Linked DNA regions of Danio rerio: region 1 is linked to region 2. The links are chromatin contacts, called in public HiChIP or PLAC-seq maps. All regions are on one chromosome and are shown on one strand. Each heading gives the region's core, a stretch centred on a gene start, on an enhancer-like site or on the middle of the called end of the contact. The rest is flanking DNA. Distances are from core to core; before and after follow the strand shown. Region 1 overlaps LOC141375386 (a long non-coding RNA gene). Region 2 holds the start of lin7c (lin-7 homolog C (C. elegans)).

The links. HiChIP or PLAC-seq counts read pairs in DNA pulled down with a chosen protein or histone mark.
Region 1: a contact with region 2 is called in an H3K4me3 HiChIP or PLAC-seq map of embryo, with 5 times the contacts expected there. The contact joins the enhancer-like site here to the promoter of lin7c in region 2. A contact is called at or near these places in 4 of 18 Hi-C or Micro-C datasets (caudal fin, embryo, hematopoietic stem cells and 1 more) and 2 of 4 datasets of contacts at active chromatin or transcription factors (caudal fin and embryo).

The regions. Positions count from the first base shown.
Region 1 is chr7:32,272,744-32,275,731 of GRCz12tu, forward strand. It overlaps LOC141375386 (a long non-coding RNA gene), which reads right to left. Exons shown (of 3, transcript XR_012383341.1): 3 at 279-1,492. It also overlaps a transcript of mettl15 not described here. Among named protein-coding and RNA genes, the nearest start is that of lgr4, 140 kb to the right of the region's middle. Within about 2 kb of position 1,383, at least 12 of the 62 cell types and tissues checked have an H3K27ac peak or open chromatin away from gene starts, as enhancers often do.
Region 2 is chr7:31,967,616-31,970,371 of GRCz12tu, forward strand. lin7c (lin-7 homolog C (C. elegans)) reads right to left here and starts at 1,369. Exons shown (of 5, transcript NM_001362514.1): 1 at 1,215-1,369; 2 at 271-389. The coding sequence starts at 1,251.

The sequences.
Region 1 (2,988 bases), core at 133-2,632, 310 kb after region 2:
TCAAAACACACAAGCATAGGTTGCCTGACTGATGACCACAGCAGAAGTGTGCTCAAGCCTAAAGGCTGATTTAAGTTGTGTTCTATATAAAAGCAATGGCACATGATAGAAAGAATATTTTCCAAATTTAAAGGAGTTTTTGTTCTTACCAACCCCTGAAATGTATATTTTAGAGGCTTCTATTTTTTGTAGCTGTACAACAGGATAAACTTACGTTTACCTCAGGTACACCTCACATGCTTTATTCAGTGTTAAATGCTAGCAATGGAAGTTTGAATGCCATTTTACATAACATTTATTGCCGTACAACTGAAGGCAGCAGCAGATCACCCCAGATCTTGAAAATGAAATAAAAAATTTCTAAATTGAGCTTTAGAACTAAACACATATTAGTGATTCAGCATGTACATTTAATAATGATAAAGAGGTTTAATATGACTTAATTAGAATATAAACCTAACCATTTCGTTGGATGCAGTAAGTGCACTATTCTGTGCCTCTGAATGGCTGTATTTTAATTTTGGTCGTATTTTGTCTAGTGCAAACTGCCAAATTGCTTGTCACATAGCATGTTGAACGATGTAACCTGCTCACCTAATGTTTACGTTCGCACATTAACAGTATATTATTTGCTAATTATTAACCACCTCATGTGGAACTCTGCGTCTCATTGCGGAGGCTGTTACTGTTCACCGGAGGTTGCATTTCGATCACGGATGCACACTTTGAGAGCCTTCCTGGCTGACTGAATGAAATACGCTGTTTTCCAACAAGGCAACCTGGGATGCTGAAATATAATTGGCTAAATTGACATTGGGCGGATTTAAAGAACCAAAACAAAGACAGACGTTCCGGCATGTAACTTATTTCTAACTCACATTTTCAAAGCAGAATATTCGATTTTAGCATTGTTTATCAGATCAAAAAGAATGTTCACTTAACATGTTTCTTAAATATCTGCAAACGTATTATGGTATTTTATGCTTTAGAGAAGTCAAAAAATGACATACAGCACCTTTAAGAGAGCAACGGCAGACTTTTAGCATATATGCTACATATATTGAAAAAAAAAAGAAAAAATACCCCAATAACCAAAAACAGCATCTGGCATTTGCGCTTCTTCATTACAGGAAATGCTTTTAATTCCTAAAGTTTCACTTAGATGACATCATGGTGTTCTCCTTAACTCTGAATTACGTACAGTCAGGACAGAACTGTATTAATTTATTAGGAGGAGGCCTGTGTTTCACTGCATCTGCCAGGCCTTGTGTTGAGTCTGCAGCTCTCTTTTTTCCTGTGACAGAGGTGCAGTGTGTAAATATTATGACGGTTGGCTGTCAGGCTATGCCATGGGTGTGCTGGCACCACATGGTGTGAGTTATGCTGGGAGTGTGTGACGAGGTCAGCCCGATAATGGGGGGGTTTGCATTCCAGCTGTCTCTGCTGCAACTCCTTGCATGTGTCAGCCATAAACTTCCCTGGTGATCAGGACCTGAATGGTTAAAGGAATGTAGCTTGCTCAATGCAAAGTAAATTTCATTGGCATATAGTAAACATATTATTGATCTGATTGGGTCTATGTCTGTTCTCTAGTTGTCCCTCCAGGACATATTCATCTCATTTTAATTCACTAATTTAAATCAGGGTTAATATAATCAACTAAAACCATAGTAGAGCTCAGCGATATTGAAAAAAAAATCTGATATTGTGATAGTTCATTTTTCTGCGATAAATATTGTGATATGAATAAAAACTGTAAAGTCAAAATGAAAGTTTTCACAGCCAAAATTATCAGACAATAGCGTAAGCAAAATAATCTTATTTTCCCTTTGTAATGTAGTTATTTGGACTTGAAACAAGACAAAAACACCCCAAAAATCATACTATTTTGTGCCCTATTGTTTTAAAATCTTTTGAAATGCCCAGTCACAGCCCTAAAACACATGCAAACAATAAACCTTCACTCTGTCATTGTTAAACGTAGGCTGTGACTCTACAAATCACATGTTTCTGGCCCCTGGTTAACTAGAATTCAGACTCAACATTGCATATTTTGCTATGCTAAAACGATATATCGCGCAGCTCCCTAATCCAGTTTAGTTTTTAAAAAATATATAATATTTTTAAAAATGTATAAAAAAAACAACACTTTTCTGCGACAATAGCCTAGTGGTTAAGTGCGTCGACACTGTGGTGCTCATGACAACCTAAATTGTTTCCTGACTTGAAGTCCTCTGCTGATCTTCCCCTTTTTCTCTGCCTTCCACTCATTCCTGTTTCCAATGTCCGATTAATTACATTTAAATTAAATAAAAAACGAGAGATGGCTGTAGTGTATAAGTGTGTGTTTGTGTGAAAGAGAGAGTGTATGGGTGTTGTTTGTGCAGACTCAGTGCTGGGTTGCGACAGGAATGACATACTCTGGCAAAACATATGGAGTATCATGACCATACTATTACTCAGTCAAAGACCTATAAGTACTTCGGCATTTACATTGACACTTCTTTTACATGGAAAACACACATAGAGTGTGTTTGTTCTCGTGTACACTACATATTGTATGTTTTTACGGAAGTTACGTCGTTTTGGAGTTAACAAGAAGCTTATGATGTGGTTTTATGAAGCTGTTCTTGAAAGCATCATCAGGTATGGTATCACTGTGTGGTTTGACAACCTGTCAGTGTAAATCTAAATTGATGCATTTCTTAAAGACAGTATGGAAAGTTGTTGGGCACGATGAATATTTTAATCCTCAAGTTTTATATGAGAATTGTGTCCTTAATCAGGCGGAATGGATTCTGAATGATCCAACTCATTTTTTGTTTCTACATTGTGAACTGCTTCCCTCAGGTAGGAGATATAGAGTCCCAAAGTGTAGGTTGAACCGATATAAGAAATTCTTTATCTTATCTTAAATAGCTTATCTTAATTAGCATTATAATTATTGTAAGTGTATTTTGTATTGTTTTTATTGTTTGTTTTTATGGA
Region 2 (2,756 bases), core at 119-2,618:
CCAATGAACATTTTCTGCTTGTTATCAAACTATTTTATACCTGTAACGAGACAATTTATTCATAACTTGATGTTATAACAGCTATCGTAACACTATTTATCAATATGTGGAACATCTTGGACTCTTAGAATCTTTGGAAATTTAAATAAATTTTAATAAATTAAAAAACGGAAATATGTCAGGACCGTTGTTATTGTTTACATCCCTCAAAATTGTAAGAAGACGTTTAAATTTAACTTGAAAGCATGAATGTGATGTTGGAACACTTACCTCCCTTACGGCCTTGCAGAACTCGCTCTGCAAAACCCTCTGAAGGGCTTGCAGCTTCTGGGGTGGCACTTCCCCTGTTCTCTGGAGCTTGTCCAGCAGCTCAATGGCACGAGATATGTCTGTAGAATAACATATGTAAGACCAAGACCATGGATAATCATTTGCATCATGCCATCTGGAGATGTTGTCTGTGGCTAAACAGCTTTCCCTGATAAATAAAACAACAACACGGACCGCAGATAACATTTTAGCAAATCCTTTCTTTATGACAAATATTATTGTTGTTGTTGTTGTTATTAATATTGCGCCATATATTGTATGTAACGTTACTAGTATATAATTTAACGCTACCCAAAAGAAATAATGTTTGTAAATAAAAACTAAATAACTTAAGAATGAAATTATTTACTATTATAATGCTACTTACCGGTTTCTTCTTGATTTATACAGATACATGTAAATATTAAGATAAAAACAGACGGTCATAAATCAGAGTTTTAGCTGATCTACTAGCCTAAGTTAACTCTACTGTGTATTAAAGCTTCAGTTAAACTCAAAATAAGTTGCTGACTATTAGGACGTCACTGAAAGACTTTACTAACCCCTAGAAATACTCAGATGCACTGATCTCTGACCTGAAGTGCCCATGCTAACAGAGCTCACAAAAGATTAACGCTTTTGACAGCTACCCTCGTGTTTTCCTTTCGTTGAACGTAAACTCACCGCTTTAACGACATATAAATGTCCGTATTGCACATTTTATACGTTTTGTGAACGTAGTTTAGTTTATAGAAAAACGTGTATGATCTCGAACGGTGAATTGATGCTAGCTCTCTGTCGAGCACTAATCCATCCTCACGAAGTGACAGCGGGAGAACAAAAAGCGTGATTTACACAACATCCTGCTTCACGTACGGCAGAAAGTGTCTCGGTGCGCGGCTTACCTCTTTCCAGACGTACAGGTTCTCCTAAAGAGGCCATTATAGCCCTGGTTGTTGAGTTTGCGTTTGGTGAAAGCTCCAGAGTTGCGACTCGGCGGCTGTGTTTGTTGCTGTTAGCTTGCTGAGCTTAAGCGTTGTGGCTAATGCACCGAGATTACGGATGAGCGTCAAGAGCGTCATTCCTGCGTTGCTTCCGCGCAGACACTTTGCATACCATAACAAACTGACTTTATTATGATTTTCTCAATGAAATTGGAATATATTATATATAATTTTAACATTAAACAATATATTTAAAGCAAATATGGACTGTTCGACTTGGTATTTTGTTTAGGACATCGAGTTTGACTGCATAAATTATTACAATTCAGATAGTAGACACGTGTAATAGGGCTGTTTTACTGTCAGTAATATGTTACTGGACTAGTTAAGAAAATAATGTTATGGCAGCTATACAGTGATATATGGTCAACAACATAACCCACGCTCAATTGGATAATGTATTAGCCAATCAGAATCCAAGGGCAGAAATATTTCCATACATTTTAAACCATATGAATGAATAGTTTATTCCAGGTAAGGAATGCATTTATATATGATGATTTATTTATTTATTTATTTATTAAATTTTTTTTTTACAATTCAGACTACAACTGTTTATTTTAGAAATCTTTAGGCACACTTTAGGGTATTATTTTTGGGTTATTTTGACATCAGATGATACATTTAAAAAACTTTAACAATGTTATCACATTACTATCAAGAAATATATGACTGTGTTTTCATTGTTGGTTCTGTTATATTAGTTACATGAAATATGTTTACTTATATATTATTTAAATAAAAATTATTTGTTGCTAATGCTAAAAAATGTTAAGATTAATTAATGCTTTAAAAATGTTTATTTTGTTGAAGTAATTAATGATAACAAATTACATATTTTTGTAAAACTATTTTTCTTAGAAAAAACATTTATAGAGGATACAAATACATATATATGACTTTGAAATATTAAATATTGATGACCAAACGGCACGTTTTTTTTTTTTATCAAGCAAAAATAATTGTTGTACTTTTGTATTTTTTTCTTTTTTTTTATATTTCCCAAATTATGTTTAACAGAGCAAAGAAAGTTTTACAGCATGTCTGATAATATATCTTTTTCTGGAGAAAGTCTTATTTGTCTTATTTTGGCTAGAATAAAAGAAACTTTTATTTAAAAAAATAATAAAATTTAAGGTCAAAATTATTAGCCCCTTTAAGCTATATATTTTTTGATATACAGAACAAACCATCATTATACAATAACTTGCCTAATTGCCTAGTTAAATTAACCTTGTTAAGCCTTTAAATATCACTTTAAGCTGTATTGAAGTGTATTGAAAAATATCTAGTAAAATATTATTTACTGTCATCATGGCAAAGATAAAATTAATCAGTTATTAGAAATGAGTTATTAAAACTATTATGTTTAGAAGTGTGTTGAAAAAATCTTCTTTCCATTAAACAAAAAATGGGGAAAGATTTTTATTTTATTTTTATTTA